Linked DNA regions of Callithrix jacchus: region 1 is linked to region 2. Evidence: chromatin contacts called from public Hi-C data. All regions are on one chromosome and are shown on one strand. The core of a region is the stretch at or near the end of the contact, and the rest is flanking DNA. Distances in the headings are between cores, read along the strand shown.

Evidence for each region. A called contact is a pair of places that touch in the nucleus more often than the background predicts.
Region 1: a Hi-C map of skeletal muscle shows a contact between it and region 2, with 8 times the contacts expected there. The contact joins two enhancer-like sites. A contact is called at or near these places in 2 of 3 Hi-C or Micro-C datasets (both in skeletal muscle).

Annotation. Positions count from the first base shown.
Region 1 is chr1:192,315,393-192,322,275 of calJac240_pri, reverse strand. ACO2 (aconitase 2) reads right to left here. Exons shown (of 18, transcript XM_078335044.1): 5 at 4,052-4,210; 6 at 3,670-3,820; 7 at 2,272-2,376; 8 at 1,340-1,431; 9 at 1-74. Among named protein-coding and RNA genes, the nearest start is that of POLR3H, 38 kb to the left of the region's middle. Within about 2 kb of position 1,750, at least 5 of the 16 cell types and tissues checked have an H3K27ac peak or open chromatin away from gene starts, as enhancers often do. A contact at or near this core is called in skeletal muscle, where this site is marked.
Region 2 is chr1:192,166,294-192,173,054 of calJac240_pri, reverse strand. ZC3H7B (zinc finger CCCH-type containing 7B) reads right to left here. Exons shown (of 23, transcript XM_054239294.2): 23 at 3,612-6,513. The coding sequence ends at 6,264. Among named protein-coding and RNA genes, the nearest start is that of TEF, 6.9 kb to the left of the region's middle. Within about 2 kb of position 3,229, at least 5 of the 16 cell types and tissues checked have an H3K27ac peak or open chromatin away from gene starts, as enhancers often do. A contact at or near this core is called in skeletal muscle, where this site is marked.

The sequences.
Region 1 (6,883 bases), core at 501-3,000, 150 kb before region 2:
TCTGCCACCTTGCCCACTTCTGCTACAGGGTGAGCCAGGTCAGGGGTGAAGGGCCCGTTGATGTGTGGCTTCAGCTGAAGAAACATGTAAGGAACAAAAAAAGAGAGGAGGGAAGAAACCTTCAAGTGGGACAGCCACGTTCACTGCCTCACCACATCCCCACAGAGAGGCCAGTGACTGTTCTCGTGGCTGAAACGTCATCACAGGGAAGACCTGAGCAGGGGCTCTGCACACACCAGCTCCCAGGCTCCCTCCACCTCTGCAAGGGTGGGCTCAGCTCTGTTCTGCAGATGAAGGAGCTGAAGCTCAGAAGTGACATGCTGTGCTAAAGGTCACACAGCTAGCAGAGGGCAGAGGCTTGGAATGGATCAAGGTTACCAGCTTCCCAAGTCCATCATTGCCCATACGATGTTGTTTTTGGAATCTTACGACAAGAAAGGACTTACAGCCAGATGTCATAATAATCAGTAAATGTGAGGCACTCAGCTCTGTGCCCAGCATGCAGTAAACCTCCATCAATGTTAGTTACACGAACTCATTCAATTCTCAGAACTGCTGTAGGTTTCACACATGAGGAAGCAAGGCCCGCAGAGGTTGGTGCTGACCAAGGTCACACAGCTTAAGTGGCAAAGCTGAGGTGTGAACTCCTGCAGTCGGGACCCCCTAGCCGGCCCTTCCTCTGGCTCAGCAAACACCTGCTCTGATCTGTGGGTCTCAGGGTGCCCAATGCTGCTGGGCTTCGCCCTCTGAACTCTGATAACAAAACCTCTTCAGGGTGAAACCCTGGCTTCTGCTAAAGCCGAGCTGGTGGCAAACTGACGTCGGCTTCTGTTTCAGCAGCCAGAGCCACCTCTGCTCTCTCTGTGGCTGTGGTCTCTCCCCTCCCCATCCCTTGCTCCAGCCTGCCTCAGGAAGCAGTTTGCAAGAACACTGGGGACCAAGGGCCCACGAGCCCTGCTGAGTTTTTTTTTTTTTCCTGAGACATTCTTGCTGTCACCCAGGCTGGAGTACAGTGGTGTAATCTCGGCTGGCTGCAACCTCTTTCTCCCAGGTTCAAGCAATTCTTCCGCATCAGCCTCCTGAGTAGCTGGAATTACAGGCACATGCCACCAGGCCCAGCTATTTTTTGTATATATATTTTTTTAGTAGAGACAGGGTTTCACCATGTTGGACAGGCTGGTCTCAAACTCCTTACCTCAAGTGACCCACCTGCCTTGGCCTCCTAAAGTGCTGGGATCACAGGTGTGAACCACCACCCAGCCCTCAATGAGTATTTAGGCAGGACCCACCCTATTCCCCTCTATTCTCAGAAACTCCTTGAACTCAATCATCTTCTCACCTCACTGAGGTTAATTTCAATCAGTTGGTCATAATGGCAGCCAGGATCAGGCACCAAGTGATCCTTGAATTCATCAGCTAGATTGGCAATGTCTGAAATCAACAAGGGATGAGGATGGAGCACGTGAAACAGAAACTGGTCTAGAGAGTTCACCTGCCACCCACCTGAGCACCTGCCAAACACCAGGCCCTGGGCACTAACTAGGCCAGTGAAGAAACCAAGGCTGCTGTCCCTGCCCTTAAAGAGCTCACAGCCTAGTGCAGGAGCTGTCAGGGACAGAGAGACACAGAGGAGCACCAGCTAAGGTTCAGAGCTGGGGAGGGTGTCGTGTAAGTGAAGAGTTTGACGGTTTTGAAGAAGCCGTCACTCAATAAGGAAAGGGAAGGGCCTTCCAAGTACTCCTCAGGCTTATGGCTCTCCCCATGGCCCCTAATCTCTGGCTCCTCGTTCACTCCCCCCACGCACCTCCCTTCACAGGTGCCAATACCCTCTGAGCTCCAAATAAGCCAAGCTAGAGCCTCAGGAAAGTGTCAGTGGAGGCTGGGAAGGTGGTTCTCCTTCCACATATCCCCCTGCTAGGTCAGGAATTACCAACAAAAGTGATCCCTGTCATTCCTGTAGCTTCCTGTAGGGGGCAGCAGGGACCAGGCCAAGAAGGGCAGGCATTCAGCCACCTTCCAGGGAAAATGAATTCCCATCCTGAGGTGGGGCTATCTTGAACTCAGATGCCAGGCCCTTTGAGAAGCTGAAGAGCGCTCCAAACACCCTACTCAGAAACATATCATACATCTTCAAAGGTTTCTCAGAGCCTCGGAAGCCTGTCTGAAGACAATGGCTCTGCAAGTGTCCCTCCAGGGAAAGGCATAGCTCAGTCTTGGGGAGGAGTGGCAGGTGACTGTTCCACCCACTCGGGCCTGCCCCTGCCAGCTCACCTGCCCGGCCGGTCTTGCTCAGGTACTTCTTCATCCTGTGGTTGTAAGGGAACACAGAAGTGGTGGCCCCAATTTCTGCGCCCATGTTGCAGATTGTCGCCATGCCTGTGAAGCAACCAAGCCCTAGGCATTGGCTGGTGGCCAGGCCAGGGTCCCATGCACCTGCTGTGCCCAGTTGCTACTCTGTTTGGCTCAGAGAGATTCAAGATCATGCCGTAAAGCAAATGAAGGTAGATGCTGGCATTCGGGTCTGTCTGCCTAGTGTCCTGCCCTCCTTCAGCCACACCATGGTGGAGACATTTTTCTGTCTTAGGTTTTCCAGCGATGGAGGCCAAGGCAGGCAGATCACCTGAGGTCAGGAGTTTGAGACCAGCCTGGCCAACATGCTGAAACCCCATCTTTACTTTAAAAAAAAAAAAAACCCAGGCATTGTGGTATGTACCTATAATCTCAGCTACTCAGGAGGCTGAGGCCAGAAAATTACTTGAATACAGGAGGCAGAGGTCTGCAGTGAGCCAAGATTGCACCACTGCACTCCAGCCTGGGAAAGAGTAAGGACTGTCTCAAAAAAAAAATCCAACAATATACACTGTCTGGACCACAAAGATCACAGAACTGGTAGGGCTTACAGGTACCCCAACTGCTACCAGGCCACCTACCTCAGGAGCCGCTGGGATGGAGGGATGGGCCTGTTACCAACTTCCCAAATGAGCAGCCTTGTGGCAGGAATTAACCCCCATCGCTGGAGGGGAATCAGAGTTCTGCGGGGCTGCCGTGGAGCCCAGGCAGGCATCTGGGAGGTCTGGAGTGTTCCAAATCTCCCTGGATTTCTGAGTGCCCCGGCATCGAGGCCAGGTCACCAGGAGTGACCGGTAGGGAGGGGCCGGCACCTACGTGGTCTTGGAGACTGACAGGGGCCAGCGCCTACCTGGTCTTGGAGACTGACAGGCACTGATCTCTAATCCAAGGGAAGTGAGTGAGGCTCAAACTTCAGCCAAGGGAGGATGTAGGCCTGAGGCTGCTTCGTGAGTGAAGCCCTGGCTCTGCCCATTTCCACACTGCTCTGTCCTCTCTGGATTCGTCTGGAGCACCCAAGGTGGCCTAGTGCTTTGGCCTGGGCCCAGCAGCAGGAGCTGACTTGGCTCCTACCTCTGTATGGCCACAGGAAGACACTGGCAGCCTTGATGAGGGTCTCAATATCTTAACCTGTTTAATGAAGGTGTGGACTAGACAATCTCTAACACTGTCTCCAATTTCCTTCTACCTCTGTCTATCCCAAGCCCCCAAATGGAACAAACAGATTCTCAGGTGAGGGCCATTCACTGCTTCTACTCCCAACTGGAGACCCATCAGGCCCAACACAGGACACAGGCCATGTCGCCTGACCGCCTTCCTCACCAGTGCAGGAGATGGAGTCTACGCCAGGCCCATGGTATTCCACGATTGCACCTGTGCCACCTTTCACTGTGAGGATGCCTGCCACCTTCAGGATCACATCTTTTGGTGAGGTCCAACCAGAGAGGGAGCCTGTCAGCTTCACACCAATCACCTGGACAGGAGGGGGTGAGGCAGCTTTAAGAGGCCATGTGTGCCTGTGCCAGCCACAAAGTCAGGATGGACCTGCTGGCATTCCCAGTTCTGCTTACTGGTCCCTGCCTCCCTCCCAGAAGATTCAAGTCTGACTTGTTCCCGTTTCCCTCCTGGGTTCCACCATCTCCTGTACATACCCGCCAACCACCACCCCGCAGCCAGCCCAGAATGAGTCCATCCCCACCCTCACCTTGGGGCACTTTAGCTCCCAGGGGATCCCAGCCATGACGTCCACAGCATCGGCACCCCCAACTCCAATGCAGATGCCCCCCAGGCCGCCACCGTTGGGGGTGTGGGAGTCAGTGCCAATCAGAAGAACCCCAGGGTATGCATAGTTTTCCAGAATAATCTGAAAAATAATCCAAGATGTTAAATTTAGAAGCCCTTAGCCGAGAATGGAGATGGGGCCCAAAAAGAGTCTACGAAATGGCCCCACTGACCCTGGGCCTCCCACCCACGTCTAGCCACTCTCCTGGGATAGAACTGGTGGGAGCAGCCCCGTTTAGTCCAGGCTGTCTCCAGCGTGACCAAGAAGAACCAGAGCCTGGGGGGACAGGTGGCCTGCACTCCTGAATAGCTCTGGTAGTTCCTGCTCTATGGCTTGGGCCTGTGAGTGCCACCCTGTGCCTCAGTTTCCTCATTTGTAGCACCGTAACCACCCATATCACCATGACCCCAAGATGTGACAAGAACCAGAGAAACTGTGTCCTGTGATGGGCCTGGGCCCTGCCTCATCCTGGCTGTGGAGTGTTCCCACCTCATCTGGGTGGGCGATTCTTCCAGGAGCTGACTCCAGCCCCACAGGCCCCTGAGGAAGAAGCCCTGGGGCCCTAACAGGTGCACAAAGCTATGAACTTCTCCTCAACTGCAAAGAATAGGTGATGCCTTATCCACTTGGCATCTGGAGGTGGCTCTGAGAACCCATGTGACCTGCTCACGGCACGACGCTGCCTTGCCTCATCACCTGTCCCATTTCACAGTATTCCCTTTACTGAGATGTTCCTCCCAACTGGAAGGGGCACTTCCCCCAAAACATCTGCTAAGAAAGGCAGCAGAGGTATATGATCAACACCTGAGTGCAGCCCAGGCACCTCTGAGGTGCCAGCCCCCTGAAGCTGCAGGACACTGCCCGGTAAGCCCCGGCCAGGCATCCTGTGTGGGGGTCTGAGGTCTGGCCCCAACACCTACTAGTTGTTGTGGGACCTTAGACGAGTCACTTCACCTCTCCGAGCTCAGTTTCCTTATAAAAAAAAAAATAGCTAACAATCATGCTCACGTCACTGGATCACTGTGATGGCTGGATGAAATCCTGTCCATGAGCTGGGGAGTCGTGCCTGGGCAAGGCGACATTTTTATTGATTGTTGTGCAGCAAGAGCCTTCACCTGAGGTTCTGCTGCTCGTCTGCCAGATGAAATTAGTGACCCAACCATGTATGTGGGGAAGAACATGGAAGATGAGAGGTGTGATGGGCTCTGTGAACTCTCAGCACCCACCAGTGCTCCCAGGAATCTTATGGAAACCCCAGAGCCTCTGCCTCAGGCTGAGCATCTGCCCAGAAGACTCTAAGGTGCAAAAGGTCTTGTCTCCTGGGGATGCAGTGGGAAGGCGTGGCTGGGAAGAACCGGTCAAGGCTGCCATGTACAAGGATTTAAGACGAGTATATCCCTCAAGAGCCTCAAGGTTGTAAAAGCTGGATCCATGAAGGTGGGACACACAAAATTCGAGGTGATCTACACAGTGTAGACACGTGTGGTCCACATCCAGGGGAGAGGTCAGGTAGACATAAGAACTGCCGAAGGTGTCAAGATGACACTGGCCATGACAGTGACCTCCCCGGTCTGTGGGTGTGCTGGACAGATGGGGGTGAGGGCTGGGAAGGACTAACGCCTAGAACATACACCTGGAAATTCAGCCTCTGTCCACACAACACACACGCATATTAAGGACCTATTCTGTACCGACGGGGCCCCACACTCAGAGATAGAGAGGAATACGTAAGCCACAGTCCCTGTCCCCACAGAGCACACAATTCAGTGCCGAAAGCATTTGGCACATTCTGGGAACATAATGTGAAGAAATCCCACAGAGTATCCCACTAGAAGTACCAGGCACGGAGGGCTGGGGAGGCTCCACAGAGGAACCAGAGAGCTGTGATGTGGAAGAGGAAGGTCTGTGGGCCAAGTGGGGCCAGGGCACTCCTCGGAGGGAAAGGGGTTCAGGTTTGGATTGGACCTGAGGCCTGAGGCTGCTGATGACCGCTGCAAAGTACTCCCATGGTCCCTAGACATTTTCTTTTCTTTTCTTTTTTTTGTTTGAGACGGAGTTTCACTCATTACCCAGGCTGGAGTGCAATGGCGTGATCTCAGCTCACCGCAACCTCTGCCTCCTGGGTTCAGGCAATTCTCCTGCCTCAGCCTCCTGAGTAGCTGGGATTACAGGCACGCGCCACCATGCCCAGCTAAATTTTTGTATTTTTAGTAGAGATGGAGTTTCACCATGTTGACCAGGATGGTCTCGATCTCTTGACCTCGTGATCCGCCCGCCTCGGCCTCCCAAAGAGCTGGGATTATGGGCTTGAGCCACCACACCTGGCCGGGCATTTTCTTTCTAAGGAAACAAACACATCAGGCTGTATGCTTAGCAACTAGCCAGTGGCAGATGTGAGCTGCCATCACTCATGGCTCCAAACTTTGGCCCAGGAGCTGCCATAAAGGCCTGGGCATTTGTACCAAGGTAGAGAGGGAGACACCCACATTGTGGTGCCCTTCCTAACAGAAGGCCAACACAGGGTCCGCCTGACTCCCTAACCCTGCTGTAGAGAGGGGCTTTCTAGTCCCCACAGGCCACTGCAACCAGCCATTCCCAGGCAGCCCTTCCTGGCAAGCATGGCGGTTGGGCAGGGCAGAGCGGTGATGCCCTGCTAGCTCTGGTTTCAGAGGGGATGGTGCTGGGAGCCCAGGCGGGTCAGCTTACAGCCTGACTCAGCACATCCTGAGGAGGCCCGGCAGTGAGGACTGGGAT
Region 2 (6,761 bases), core at 1,980-4,479:
CGGGAGGCTGAGGCAGGAGAATTGCTCAAACCCAGGAGGCGGAGGTTGCAGTGAGCTGAGATTGCGCCATTGCACTCCAGCCTGGGCAACAGAGCAAGACTCCATCTCAAAAAAAAAAAAAAAAAAACATTCTTTACCAGCCATGGTGGCTCACACCTGTAATCCCAGCACTTTAGGAGGCCAAGGTGGGTGGATCACCTGAGGTCAGGAATTCGAGACCAGCCTGGCCAACATAGTGAAAACTTGTCTCTACTAAAAAGACGAAAATTAACTTAATGTGGTGGCAGGTGTCTGTAATCTCAGCTACTCAGGAGGTTGAGTCCTCACTTGAACCTGGGAGGCAGAGATTGCAGTGAGCTGAGATCGTGCCATTGCACTCCAGACTGGGAGACAAGAGCAAGACTCTGTCTCAAAAAAAAAAAAGTTTCCTGTGCCTTGTCCTCTTTTTGACCAGCAGCGCATATTCACTTCTAGATCTGAAATGAAAGTGCCAAAAGAGGTTGACATAATCTTACGATCATCAATTGAGCAGGTCCAGTGGCTCTGGCTGCCTTTTCCTGAAGACCTGGGGATATTTTGCAGGGAGGTTGCAAAGGGCTCCCAGGTGTGGGGATAGACATATGCAGGTCTTTGCAGAACTCCCAAGGGCTTTCTCTAGAGAGGTGCAGAGCTGAGTCAGCTGGTGTGCTGTGTTGGTCGTGCTCACTGAGGCCCCCTCCTCACAGGGCTGAAGACCAGACTGGTGTTCGGTAACTGGGAGCTGCTGAAGCCAGCTCCGACTCATTGATAGGAGGAGTACCAGCCACTGACCATAAGTATCTAGGTGACACGGGTGCATGGAACTGCACATGTGAAACAAAAATTAAGAGAAAGATGCAGAACAGTGAGCAACATGGATTACAATGACGAATCTTTTTGAAGCTTCAATTCCAGTTTCACTTCCTCCAGGAAGCCCTCCCTGGCTCCCGAGCCTGGATGAGGTGTCTCCCCCGCTCACCCCCATCACATCATTCTATATAATCTACTTTTAGGTTGGTCTCCTTTAGCACTGAACTGAAGGGAAAGCAGTTTCTGTGGCAATCTTGTTATGTGGGTACTGAGCTGATGATGTTTCCCAATCTGAGCCATGTGAGGACCAGAAGAGAATTTAAGGGAATTGACCAGAATGTATGAATTTATTCCACTAGGTTTACCGAAGTCTTGCTTGTCTTACTCTTTGCTTTTTAAAATTGTTTTGAGTTTTTGAGACAGCGTCTTGCTGTCGCCCAGGCTGGAGTGCAGTGGTGTGATGATGACTCACTGCAGCCTCAACCTCCTGGGCTCAAGCCATCCTTCCACCTCAGCCTCCCAGGTAGCTAGGACCATAGGTGTGCACCACCATGCCCAGCTAATTTTACTTTTTCTTTTATTGGTAGAGATGCAGTTTTACTGTTGCCCAGGCTGGTCTGAAGTTCCTGGCCTCAAATGATTCTTCTGCCTTGATCTCCCAAAGCAGGATTACAGGAGTGAGCCACCCAGGGAAGGTTTTGATGCAGGCACATGATCTCTCCAGCCTAAGGATGAGTCTATATTTTTCTTGTGGGAGCTCTGCCTTGCCACACCACTTTGATTTTTCACAGTGCACTCAGAGGTGCTGTGAATTCCAGAATGTCAAAGCCAAAGAGATATTTGCCGATACCCAGTTCCCAGTGATTCTCGATCTTTTTTCTGCCTCCTTTCTGAGGGTCCTTGGAACCTTCCCTGAAACTCTCTGGGCTATAAATGTGGACAGCAGACTTCCACGGTTGTTGTGGGAGACGGATGTACTATCTGCACAGTAGCTGCCGCAAACAAGATGCTCAATAAAGCTGGCTGCTGGCCAGGTGCGGTAGCTCACACCTGTGATCCCCACACTTTAGGGGGCTGAAGAGGGTAGATTGGCCTGACCAACATGGGGAAACCCCATCTCTACTAAAAATACAAAAATTAGCTGGGTGTGGTGGTGCACACCTGTAATCCCAACTGCTCAGGGGGCTAAGACAGGAGAATCGCTTGAACCCGGGAGGCGGAGGTTGCAGTGAGCCGAGATTGCACCACTGCACTCCAGCCTGGGCGACTCCATCTCAAAAAAAAGAAGCTGGCTGATTTTGCTCCTTACATCATTTATCAAGCATCTGAGCGCCTACTGCATACCTGGCCCAAATGATTCCCTTAGGCAATTCTCTGGTCCTGAACTTCTGTCCTAGTCCACTCCACACTGCAGTTTAAAGCTATCTGGGAAGCCAGGAGCAGTGGCTCATGCCTATAACCCCAGCACTTTGGGAGGCCAAGGCAGGTGGACCACTTGAGGTCAGGAGTTTGAGACCAGCCTGGCCAACATGGTGAAACCGTCTCTACCAAAAATACAAAAATTAGCCAGGTGTGGTGGTGGGTGCCTGTAGTACCAGCTACTCAGGAGGCTGAGGCAGGAGAATTGCTTGAACTCAGGAGGCAGAGGTTGCAGTGAGCCAAGATTGTGCCACTGCACTCCAGCCTGGCCATAGAGTAAGACTATGTCTCAAAAAAAAAAAAAAGGGAAAAAGAAAAAAAAAAGCTGTCTGGTGAAAGCTTGTTCTTGGACCTGAGCAGTCCCTCCCCACGGGACCCCTCTATCACCTACAGCCATGCACAATCCAAAAGATTTGACAAAGTACCTCCCACCCCAGCAGATACAGGTGTCCCTGACTTAGAACTCCACATCTATCAGATCCTTTTATTTATTTTCTGAGATATTTTCTGAAATTTATTTATTTTCTGACAGATCTTGTTCTGTCACCCAGGTTGTAGTGCAATGGTGCAATCTTGAATCACTGCAACCTCGCCTGGCAAGTTCAAGCAGTTCTCCTGCCTCAGCCTCCTGAGTAACTGGGATTACAGTCATCCACCACCAAACCCGGCTAATTTTTCTATTTTTAGTAGAGACGGGGTTTCACCATGTTGGCCAGGCTGGTCTTCAACTCCTGACCTCAGGTGATCCACCCGCCTTGGCCTCCCAAAGTACTGGGATTACAGATGTGAACCACCGGACCCCGCTAGTTCCTTTTAAAGATGAGAAAACTGGACCCATGTGACTTCAGTCTCCCTTGGGTTCACTGATGCCAGGGTTGCAGTTGGAATCACACTCGAGATCATAGGGAAGGCATGGTCCCCTGCCTTCCTGGAAGAGCCCCCTCCAGAAAGGGCAAAGGCAGGCCTTGGAACCCAGCTGGGCACACGCTGCAGCATAAGTGCAGGGAAGTGTGGGCACCTCTGGCAGCCCCACGTGGAAGATTGAGAGCAGGCAGGCTTCGGATGAGCCAGGGAAGGATGGCTGCTGGGCCACTTGTATAGAGCGCCACTTGTCACTGCCAGTGAAATGCTGCCGGAGCCGGGGTCAGCTGGCCTCCGTGTGTACACAGGGACACAGACCTGTCCCTTACCCCTTAGCATGCCTAACATTCCTCAGAATAGCTAGCACTGGCCAGATCTGTCTCCAGAGGACAGAGTAGCTCAGGCCCTGGATACAAGTGCCAGATGGGGAGGAACAGGAGCGACACCTTGGGGACAGAGGTCAAAGTGCACAAGTTTATTTTCTAGAACAAAGGCTAAAGAAGCAAGTTTCTTTCATTTTATTTTAAGAAGGACAAAAATTGTTATTAAAACATCTACATTATTATCAAGATACTAGACCTTATGAATATTTAATATTAAAGTGTGGTATTCTTAAATTTTTAATACACAGACATTTTAAAGGACCATTAAATTGATTACTGCCCGGCTGAGAAATGCAGCATCCCTCCCCACCCACCCCCGGCCCCATGCTTGCCATGCCATCTTGTCCCTGCCTGCTAGGGGTAAACACAGGTCCTGGATTCCGCCCTCTGAGCCTCCCAGCTGGGGGCCCTAGAAGGCTCACAACTGAAATAGTTACCCTCATCATTAAAAGTGTCTTCTTGTCTGCTCCCCACCATATTATACTCTGCCTCCCACTCTCCCTTTCTTACCCTGTGGGGTCTTCAGCTCTGGCCAGGCCAGGGAGCCCCAGATCCCAAGGGTCCCTGGACAGATCACAGGCTGAAGATTAAAACTCTGGTCTTGAATCCTGTTCCTTTTGGCGGGGAGAAATACAAATCACTTTCTTTCCCTGAGCACTCCCACTGTCTGCACTCGATGGGGGTGGTCTGGGAAGCTGGCAGAGTTGGGCCTGGGGAGGTTGGCTCCTGCCCCTGGCTGCCCGAATCACCTCTGAGCCACGGCTCCAGTCCCTGTCGCCTTGCAAATAGTACGATGACCCCCAAAACCCTCCTAATCACACAAGGATGGCTGCATTTTCTGGCCAAATTCTTTATCTTTAGCCCTCATAAAAGTGATTCCTTGGATACCACACACATATATAATATTATATAGAGCGATATATTTAATACCTGTGTATATATGCATCATGGGGGCGACATATATACACACTAGAAACAAGGCTGGTGACGACAGACTGCAACACCACGGATCAGGGAAAACGAGTATCATCGATATCACAGCCACGACCCCCACCTTGGGTGTGGTCTCCCCTCTCCTCCAGCCATACCACCAGCACCCAAACTGCAGTGGCCTGCTGGGGTAGGAGGCGGGGCAGGGAAGAGGAAAGGGTGCATGCTACGATTATCAGGAAAGGTCGGGCAGTGGCGGTGAGAGGAACAGCATCCCGTCCAGCCCTGGGCAGCCCATCACTGTCAGCGCGCACTGGCAATCCTTGCTTGAGAATGGGATGGTCCCTTTTCTCCTCCTCACCCCTCCACAGCCTAATCCCTGGTTCCTTCCGGGGCTGCCCCACTCCTGTGCCAATGATGTGGGGCATTCTGGAATGTCTGGGGAACCAGGGGAGGCTGGATCTGCCCATGGAGGGTGGGTTGGAGAGGATGGGGTGCACACAGACATGTCAGACGAGAGGGACAAGAGAGGCCTTGCTGGGTGGGGGCAGGAACTGGGGGTCCACTGGAGTCCCAGGCAGCTGGTAGGGCCAGGGATCAGGGAGGGGCTAGGACAGATGGTTTTAACTGTGTATCTGAGTCTAGAGGAGAGGACATGCCTGGTCCCCAAGAAAGAGGGGTGTGTCCCATCCTGGAGTGGCCCATGGTGCCCGAGGTCAAGCCTCCCTTTTCTCCACATCCCCCAGACCCTCACCCTTCCCACCTCCCACGTCTCATGCAGATCCTGAGCTCATGGTGTCCTGCCCTCTGCCACCTTTCCCAGAGTGCACGTGGAGAGGCGACCTCTGCTGCTGTACCCCAAGAGACCATCCTCGGGAGGGAGTAGTCCCTTCAAGGGGTGCTCACATGGCCAGCCCTCCTCTGGGCCTCCCTTCCCCAGCCCCCAGGCAGCGCTGCCTGGGACCCCAGCACACTGATTCAGAGACCGCCACATCCCTGGTGAGGGGACAGTGGGCTCAGCCAATAATTGGCCCTGAGTCTTTTGAGCCCTGTTTTCATCCCAGCTCTACTTTGTGCTGGGAACCTGGGCAGACCACTCCTCCCTTCTAGGCCTCAGTTTTCCTCTCTGCAAAATAGGGTTTGGGCTGGATCATCTCTGAAGGCTCTGAGGACCTACAATCTATAGTCACTGGCCCATGAGGGAGTAGGGTTCAGGTGGTGGCCTCAAAGGGCCGAGACTCCTTAGGTTCCAAAGATCATCTAGACCAGCTCCTTCCATCCTTCCAGAGGGGAAGCTGAGGCTCCAGAGGGTAAGTGACCAGTACAGTGTTCCCAGCTTCTTCCTGGGGCTACATTTTAAAGCTAATGGGGCCTCTGCCCTCTGTTATGTCCTGATTTGCCCCCGGGGGGGTGGTGGAGTGAGGATGGGGCAGGGAGAAGGACCCTACTCTTGCAGATTCAAGTGGGGACCCCAGGCTCCCCAGCCCTGAGCTTTGGGCCCCATTAGGAGCAGACAGAAGTTAAAGCTGGAGGCTGAAGCTGGAGGGGTCAGCCAGGCCCCTCCCTCCTCAACCAGGAGAGCCGTGGGGGTAGGGGAAGGGCTGCCCAGGTTCCAGAGGGATGAGGACCCTGGGGCCTCCAGGGGTTGCAGCATGTGCACCTGGGTACGCACACCCGGGGTGGTGGTGGGGAAAAGATGGACGGGGCCCCAGGGGGCTGGGGGCTGCCTGATAAGGGCGGCCTCCCCACCCCCCCACTGGCCAGCCCTGACCCTTCTATCAGGCCTTCTGTCACCACCCCACCCCCTGGCCCCAGGACTTTGCCCATGGCCGACACCTGGCCCTACTCCCCAGTGGTGGCGGCAGCAGCAGCAGGGGCTTCTGGGGTGGCAATGGCAGGGTCCACGTCCTCTTGAAGCAGGAAGTTGTATTTGCCAAAGTCGTCGTCCCGTGGACACAGCAGCATGTCCTTGCGAGCCTTGGCCAGCTTCTGCTTCAGCACCTCGCGCCGGTCCAGCCACTCGTTGAGCTCCTCCTGTCCATGGGCGCAGCGGCACTTGTCCCCATCTGGGCAGGCTTTGCCCTTTTGGAGCCTGTGGGTGGCAGGAGGCTCACTGCCCGTGCTCTGTGCCCTTCCCACCCCAGCCTGTGAATCTTGGGCCAGCCACTTGCCCTCCCCTGGGCAAGACAAGCCTCTCCCTGGGCAGCTGGGTCCCAGCTCAGGGAAAACCTGGGTGTCCTGACCCACTCTGGGATCTGCTCCAACCCTGTAAATTAGGGGTCTGGATAGGTCTGAGTCTAGTCCCCCAATCTCATCCTTTCCTACCCCCATGGCTGCACT